Regions from separate parts of the Triticum aestivum genome. Here region 1 is linked to region 2. The links are chromatin contacts, called in public Hi-C maps. All regions are on one chromosome and are shown on one strand. Each heading gives the region's core, a stretch centred on a gene start, on an enhancer-like site or on the middle of the called end of the contact. The rest is flanking DNA. Distances are from core to core; before and after follow the strand shown.

Region 1 (3,657 bases), core at 591-3,090, 160 kb before region 2:
AGGCTCACCTACATTGCAATTATGGAAGATAAATTAGAAGGTTCTGCCAGACAAAACTAATCGTTCCTGGCGACAAACATCTCTGTCAGGTAAATTGGCAATGATGTACTGTCAGTCAGGATTGTACCATCATATACAGTCCAGGATCTTGGGAACAAGCCATGGTAGGTGCAATTCTTCTCTTTCAGTTTCCAGTCCCAAGATCCGATACCGGCTTTATCTATTCCCCTGCAAATTTGCACAGTAAAGGGTATTTCTTTTTTCTTTTTCTTTTTCTTTAGAACCAGTAAAGGGTATTTCTGGCTGTCATAATCAGATGAATGAAATGCAGGTGAGCTTGTGATGCTTTCACTGCTTACTTCAGGACATCGGCATTCGGTGCGGACAACACCGTGGAGTAGCTCTTCCCGCTGGGACGCGAAACGAATGCCTAGACAAGTAAATACAGTTAAACATGAGACGTTTTTCCACAGCTAATTGAGCATTGCATGTCAAGGAAGAAAGTGTAAATTTATTACAGAGAACTGGTTGGCTAGGATAGGCTTCTCTTCGTACACCCTGGGGAATATTTGAAAATGCTGAAAGTACCCTCTGTAGCTTCTCCCTATGCTTCCTGAACTGAAAAAAGAAGAAGAGAACGTGCTTTGAATAGAAGTGTCATCTGAAGTTCAGGTAGCTGCATGAATGTGACAACCGGCAAGTTTCAGGGCAAAACCAAGGCCAGAAACAACGGAAGTACTTGCCCTAGTGCGCCGAGGGGTACCCCACGGTAGCAGTTGTCCATCCACTTCCTGAAAGGATCATAGACCGAAGCCTTGGCAAAAAAAAAAAAAACAAGATAATGATTGTTTAGCAATTTCACTGATTACTGAGTACTGACTAGGCAGAGTAATTTGCATCGACAATTTCAACAGCAGGTGCATGCTCGTTGACAGATTAGCTGAATGTTAAATGACAGAAGAGTGACTCACTTGGCCTTTCGCGCTTTCTTGGACGTATAGTCGAAGCATTTTAGCGATAAAGGGCACCTGCAGCACAACCAGGGTCATGGTCAGTGTTTATGTAGCAATGGTCAGTGTTCATATGCTTACTTACAATTGCCATGGCATCATTCATAGCCATGCTTTCTTGGTTCTAAATGTGAAAGCCAAAAGCCACAGTCCCTGTTCATATGCTTACTTACCATTGTCATGAGATCATTCATAGTCATGCTAAACGCAGCAACCTTCTTGCCTTCATCATCGAATTTTCTCTGCCAAGTTCTTGCTGGTGGCTGAGCACAGTCGACGAGCAAGTGTGCCTGAAGTAAGAACAACCATGTCAGACCAGTTTTACTTGCTCACAGCATATAAGATGTACGGAGTAACAGGTTGAAACAATCAGCGGCATCTTAATTAGAAAATCATCCAAGAAAACAATTGATCACAAGTTGAAAATCCTAGAGGCAGAAGAACATTGAGCTCCACTTGAAAAGTACATTCAGTCGAGTAATTGCACCAGATTAAGGGGGAGCCAAAGAAATGGAATTGATGTTTCAGAAGATACCTCTGCTCGTTCTGGCTCTGAACTTCCCATCTTCAGAAACCGATGAAGGAGTTAATTTCATTGGAATAAATACACATGAAATCAACAACTGGAATAACGGAATTTTCCTCAAACTTAAAAGAAACCAAGCATCTATGCACCGAGAACCACCTACACAAGAGGAGGAGAGAAAACACCTGAACCTGAAATGCTCAGCTCTTTCAGGGGTTACTCAAGTTTGCTGTTTATATAACTCACTCGAGAACAAGATGAAGAAAATGAAGAAGCAGCCGGCCGAGCTGACGAAAATGAAGATGACTAGAAGGATGGGGTGGCGTCAAATTAGATATTTTGGGCTGTTTGTAGGTGCGTGGAAAAAAAAATAGGCACATCACAGTCGTCGGAGCTGTTGAATAATGAATTCACTATTCATGCTCCCAATCACAATCCTCACTGACAAAAATCTTTTGGATGATTAACCATATGGGTGTGCAGTTTCAGATTGTAAAATGGACCTGGTTCCCACATCATGTGAGAAGGGACAAAAGTTACTACTCCCTCTGTCCCATCTGTCCCATAGTGTCAAAGAACGTCTTACATTATGGGACGGAGGGAGTAGTTATTACTAGAAGCCCTCCATGATGTGTGCTAGTGTGTCACACACTATTGGTGATTCTTGACTTGTACAATCAAAATAGCAGCCGGGGTGTCTGACAATGAGTATGTTCTATGTTGTACATTTTTGTAATCCACTGGCTGGCGGCTTGGCGCACAGGGCTCCATAGGATAGACTAGCTAAAGTATTGTACAAAACATGATTTTCTGTTAAAGTGTCGCTTTTTCTCCCTCCATGTTTAGCGCTTGGCAGCCACTGCCCACTAGTAGCAGCCAGTTGTTGACTTCCAAGTCCGAAGTTTCTTTCTTGTGAAAAGGGCAAAGGCCATATACTAAAAGTACAGCAATCCTTACTGGAGCGTTATTTGAAAACAAAAAAAGTTACACAGATCCTTACAAAAATGGTGCACTATGAGTAAAGCTTGATACCGTCTTTGGATCTCTGAGTAGGATCTACTGAGGATTCAAGGGGATTCAACTTTCGCTTTTGTGAAAGTGTGGATCCGGATCTCCCCCTAAAGTTTGGCCAACATTGGTTTGCTAGGGACGGAGATCTCCAAAAAATAAAGGAGAGATGAATGAAGTCGTCACCTTCCTCGTGGGATAGAGGTGGACTTATATATGTGGCCCCAAAAATCCAACCGTTACACATACAGTTTGCATGCCTCGGAGGCTCTGAGTTGCTGCAGAGGTTCTAGACAAGCTCTAGTCTTCTTAAAGAGCTACAACTCTGGAGTTGCATAATTCTGAATAACCCAGAGGCTGGCCAAAGGTAGTCCGGATGTTCCAGGCCCTAGAGAGTTGCAACTTGGGATTTGCAAGCTTCGGGACAACCCGAAGGCTGGCCGGATGTTCCAGGCCCTAGAGAGTAGAGATTCCAGGGTACAAATAATAGCTACAAAGCAGAGGATTTATATAATAGCTCTCTTGACTCTGGATGAGTTTTGCTGATGCAACATACTCCCTCCGTCCTAAAATTCTTGTCTTAGATTTGTCTAGATATGGACAGAGGGAGTATGTGTGTAAGTGAGTTGATTCCCACCTCTTACTCCAAAGTGCATGACAGTACGGCTTTCTTAATGACCCAAACAAGTCAAAAATCATTGGGATGGGTCTCTTTTCACTTTATGAATGGGGGCCTTCCACCATACTTGTTTGCCTTCGAATGATCCAATACATTGTTTACATACTCAAGCACATAATGACGTCACTAATCATGTTGTCATTAACACCAAAATCACCAACAGTGTGTTTGGCAATATTGAAAGAAAAATGTGAGTTTAGATTAAGGAGTTGTATTGAGTTTAGACATGAGATGAGTCGTTTTATTGACGCATGATAGAAATTATGTGTCGAGATTTGCGCCAAAACTTAATTCCCTTGTTTGGTTTGTCATAATTGATGCGGGGCTAGATAACAGAAGATAACGTAAGTTATGGTGAAAAGTTAAGATGGACTTACTAAAACAATTCATTTCCAACTCCCACCCCGTCACATGTAAATAAAATGGTGGGAGTT
Region 2 (4,201 bases), core at 541-3,040:
CCCATGCCCGTTTATGTCCCGTGCAGACATGTAATTGTTCGCTTGGTCGGCTTTGTCCAGACCCGCAGGATAGTACCGTGCGCCTATGATTTTCCTGTTGCAGTTGGTGCTGTTCCAGGCCTGCCCCAGCTGACACACACCCTTCCATCGTGACGGTACTGGTCCGTATCCTTCGTCGCTGAAGCTTCTTGATTCAGGCCAGATCCCTGCATCAATTGCATTTGCAGTGTTTTAGCAGGAATTTGCTTGGTGAAGATTTTTTTTTTCTTTCTAATTTAACTTGTTAGCAATGAAGGACTGACCAGTGTCAAATATCCCGATAATTACATCTTCTCCATATTTGCTCCTCTGCAGAAGTTTACTAGGTGGCTGATGGTCCAGGTTCATGCCAAGGAAATCCCAGCTTCTTGTGGTCATCAAGTCATGGTGCTGATTTGGAGTAACGCTGATAACTTCAGGTAGCTCTGAACATGTCAAATAGATACATGAGAAAATTCTAAATAAGAAGCCGCCAGTTAGTTATCTATGTGGTGTATAACCACAGAGTAACAAAAAGAAAGGATCCTCATAACCCGAGAAAGAAATTGTCTGCTTCTCAGTTAACTACTGATAGTCCCAAGATCAAAATTTTCTCGCCCCTTATTTTACCCTTTCACGAATTCTGAAGTTTGATTGGACAATTCTCAGCATTGACTTAAAAGTAGTTATTTTTCAGTCACCTAAGAAATAGGAAAAATTGAAATAATAATCAGGCAGGATCGTAAGGCTACTGCAGATGTGCAGCTTCATACTAAAATGAGCGTACAACTACAAATAAGTTGTATTGCAGAAAAGAGACCATACATTGATCCGGAGTAGGTTTCCACAAAAAGGGAATAAGAACCATATGACTGCCCGCCCACGAACTCATATCGATGATTAGAAAGCTAAACAGCTTAACTAATGAGCAAATAATAATTACCAAATACGTTTCTTTCTTCGGAAGAAAGGATCATGCATCAGGATTGAATTCCCCAATTCGGTTATCTTAACATGATAGTGTTAGATCAACAGAGAATTAGCGAAGCAATTTTTGTAGCAAACTTGGCCCACCTGCAAGATCTTGTGCTTGGTCATCTGTTAGCATCGCCGCGAAGCCTGAGAAGCCATGCTTGTAGCTATAAGTGATGGAGGCCAACGCATCTTCCTTGCTGAAACAAGTCAGCAAGTGATGAGAAAAAAAAATGGCAGCCTTACTCGGAACTGTCGAACGACATACTCGTTCCTTCAAAATTATATGCCCTTCAGAAGATCAGAACCAAACTTGGAAAGCTAGCAAACTTGTTCTTAGGTTTACCTTCCAAGAATGGCGCTGAGCATGTCATGGTGCGAAGCTGTTACCAGAGAAGGGTCCTCATGTTTCTTCTCTCCCAGGTAAACGATGTACAGCTACGCGTGGAGAGGGACAGAAAACACAACTTAGCATCGAACAGAATCAACACTATGAGATACAGTAAAATGTAGGGTGATGCATCAGCCATACCTTTTGAGACCCATACCCTCTGCTTATGCTTATCATAAGGCATAAGCAGAGTAGGAGGTAAGCTGAAAAACGCCGAGGGGAAGAGTGGAAATCCATGTTGGTGTGGAAGCACATGCTGATATGATCCAACAACAGGTAATGGTATTTATAGGCCTGTTAGTCTCTGTCTTGTATGATGATGGCTAATTGATTGTCCATGTGCAGAAAGGAAGGTCAAAGATACAGGCTCAGTTGGCATGAATCCAATCTTTCGGCTATCGACGCCAATTTCCTCCCTGAAGTTTCCCTGGAACTAGCTCAGCTGAAACGCGTTGCGTTCCCCCCTGCTCCAGTATTCTCCCATTTCAAACCTGTAATGTTGCACTTATTTTCCCTCTCCTGAAGCATGGTTTTTCAATTTGTTCATTCGCTTGTTATGCAGATAAATAAATATATCCTATCATCTTCCCTACGAGAAGTGCTCACTCCGTTTTGTAGTTGATTTAGTACAACCGTTCCATATTAGTTGTTGCTGATTTAGTACAATGGAACGGAGGGAGTAATAAAAGCAAAAACGTGTGGCGTGCAGGCAACGAAATTGCTGAAGATGCTGCCGGTTGCTGTAGGCAATAACAGGGCAGGGCTCCGTTCAGACAGGGAATCAAATCAAGGGCCCTCCGGATGGTCTCGTGCGCGTGTTGAAGGTGTGGTGGTTCTCAATCGGCGGCGGGTTTTGTATGCCTTTCCTTTTCCTGGCCGCTGCATATGATTGTACGGGTCCATCACCCGTGGCTGTGAGCGATCCGGAGAACATTGACTTCCTGATGAGAGAGCATCTCTCTTCCATCTCTTCCGGAGAGAAGATTGACTTGACTAGCGCGTCGACCATCCATGCCATACGTAGTGCCAGCTCTTCCAGTGTTATCGTGCAGACGTCAGTGCAGCCTGCTGATCTTTTAGGCCAACTCCACCGCGCGACCTCAAACGGACGTCTGTTTGGGGAAGCAATGGATGCTAAAACGGACATGCATGTCCGGATGTAGGTGAAGGCGTCCAGCGCGCCGACCGACCCCAAACGGTCCGCCTCGACCACGCGCCCACGCTTGCGCCTCACCTGCCCGCGAGCTCGCGCTCTCGCCTCGCCGGTGCGCACGCGCGGTTGCCGTGGCATCTTGTCGCCGCGCTGGGCAAAGGAGGGAGGAGGAAAGCACTCACGAGAGCAGCGCGGGGACGAGCGCGACGTCCCCGTTGCCGGCGGCGAGGAAGAGCATCGAGACCTCGGCGCTGATCTCCTCCCGCAGTGCCGACCCGCGCCCTGGCCGCTCCGCGGTGGCCGCGCCCGCGCCCTGGTCGCCCCGCGTCGACGTTGGCGGGGACTGCAGCTGCTGTTGGGCATGCGAGCGGGGAGAGAGAGAAAAACGAGAGAGAGATCGATGGGAGGTGAGTGGGTGACAGGTGGGTCCAGGCCGGACAAGAGCAGTCGGGAAGGACGTAGAAAGCGTCCGCTCGGTGTCCGTTCGACCCCAAAGCCGAATCAAATTTGCGCTCGAGATGGGGCAACCGGACCAGAAACAGACTTTTTTACGGACGGGGTCGCGCGTTGGGCCGCTTCATTTGTCCGTTTAGACCCAAACGGACAGACTCGGACGATTTAGAGTCGTGCGGTGGAGTTGGCCTTATTTCTTGGAAGAGAAGAAGTACACTTTTGCTTGAAAATGTTCATAAATAGTACTACTTGCTGAACTTTTTTTTAGAGGATCACTGAGTGTATTCTGGCAGTGTAAATATGAGTTCTGACCATGATTCGTTCAATATCTGTTTAATGGTTACAGATTCATAATAGGAAGTGCTTAACGTGACAATATCAACTTTGTGCAGAATAGATAATTAGATTAATTCTTGATAAAGCTTGGTTCTTTAGAGTCAAAAAATGCATCTTACATGCATAAATAATAAAGAAATAGAGTTTCATATCTGCATCTTGTATTGGTATAGTCAACGACGCATTTGTCAGGAAAGCACTCAGAAATTGATAAGTCAAGTTCGTAACCAGCCATTGGTCATACTATAAAAAATTGTTTTATTTGTTGTTATATTGTACAGTAGTATGGGTTTGTTAAAAATGTAACTTATGTTCATTACTCTTTTAGACTTGTGTAGACACATGTGTGCTAAGAGCATGGTTAATAGTATAGCCAGCTGATGACTATATGGAGCTGCCATATCATTTTTAGTAATCTACTATACTCACTCGTATTGGTAGTGATGTACACACAATGTTGATGGACGATTTGTGCACGACATGATTAGAAGCCACACATATTAAAGAAATTAGGCAATCCAATGATCTAGATGACCTGTCGTGTCTGAATCGTGCACAAATCCATCGTGTGCACAACACTACTCCACTTATATAGTAAGGCAAGCTATAAAGTGGTCTAGATTAATACTTTTTTCTAAGCATCTCTCTTTATTTCTTTGCATTTATTGTGTTTACCTTGTAGTAGCATATAGCTAGGCTCTTGCATGCGAGCCCACTCTTCTCATTTTTCCATGACTCTCTCCGCCACATAGGCAAAAATACCATGTAAGCAAAGTGGGCTATAATGTGCATTTGTGTCCATGTTGTATCAGCACTAATCCCCCACGTAAAATTGAATGACATAAATGTAGACGGGACTTTGTTAATTCTCATTTAGA

What was found. Hi-C and Micro-C count contacts between places; a contact is called where the count stands out from the background.
Region 1: a Hi-C map of leaf shows a contact between it and region 2, with 7 times the contacts expected there. The contact joins the promoter of LOC123071056 here to the promoter of LOC123071051 in region 2. A contact is called at or near these places in 3 of 5 Hi-C or Micro-C datasets (all in leaf) and 1 of 1 datasets of contacts at active chromatin or transcription factors (leaf).

Annotation. Positions count from the first base shown.
Region 1 is chr3B:582,166,797-582,170,453 of IWGSC CS RefSeq v2.1, reverse strand. LOC123071056 (non-lysosomal glucosylceramidase) reads right to left here and starts at 1,840. Exons shown (of 14, transcript XM_044494522.1): 1 at 1,546-1,840; 2 at 1,184-1,300; 3 at 972-1,028; 4 at 744-814; 5 at 519-618; 6 at 360-430; 7 at 128-228; 8 at 1-8. The coding sequence starts at 1,575.
Region 2 is chr3B:582,004,800-582,009,000 of IWGSC CS RefSeq v2.1, reverse strand. LOC123071051 (subtilisin-like protease SBT3.8) reads right to left here and starts at 1,790. Exons shown (of 10, transcript XM_044494516.1): 1 at 1,523-1,790; 2 at 1,337-1,428; 3 at 1,093-1,190; 4 at 303-464; 5 at 1-206. The coding sequence starts at 1,636. It overlaps LOC123071055 (a long non-coding RNA gene), which reads left to right. Exons shown (of 5, transcript XR_006434113.1): 2 at 355-458; 3 at 1,414-1,657; 4 at 1,727-1,874; 5 at 2,091-2,488.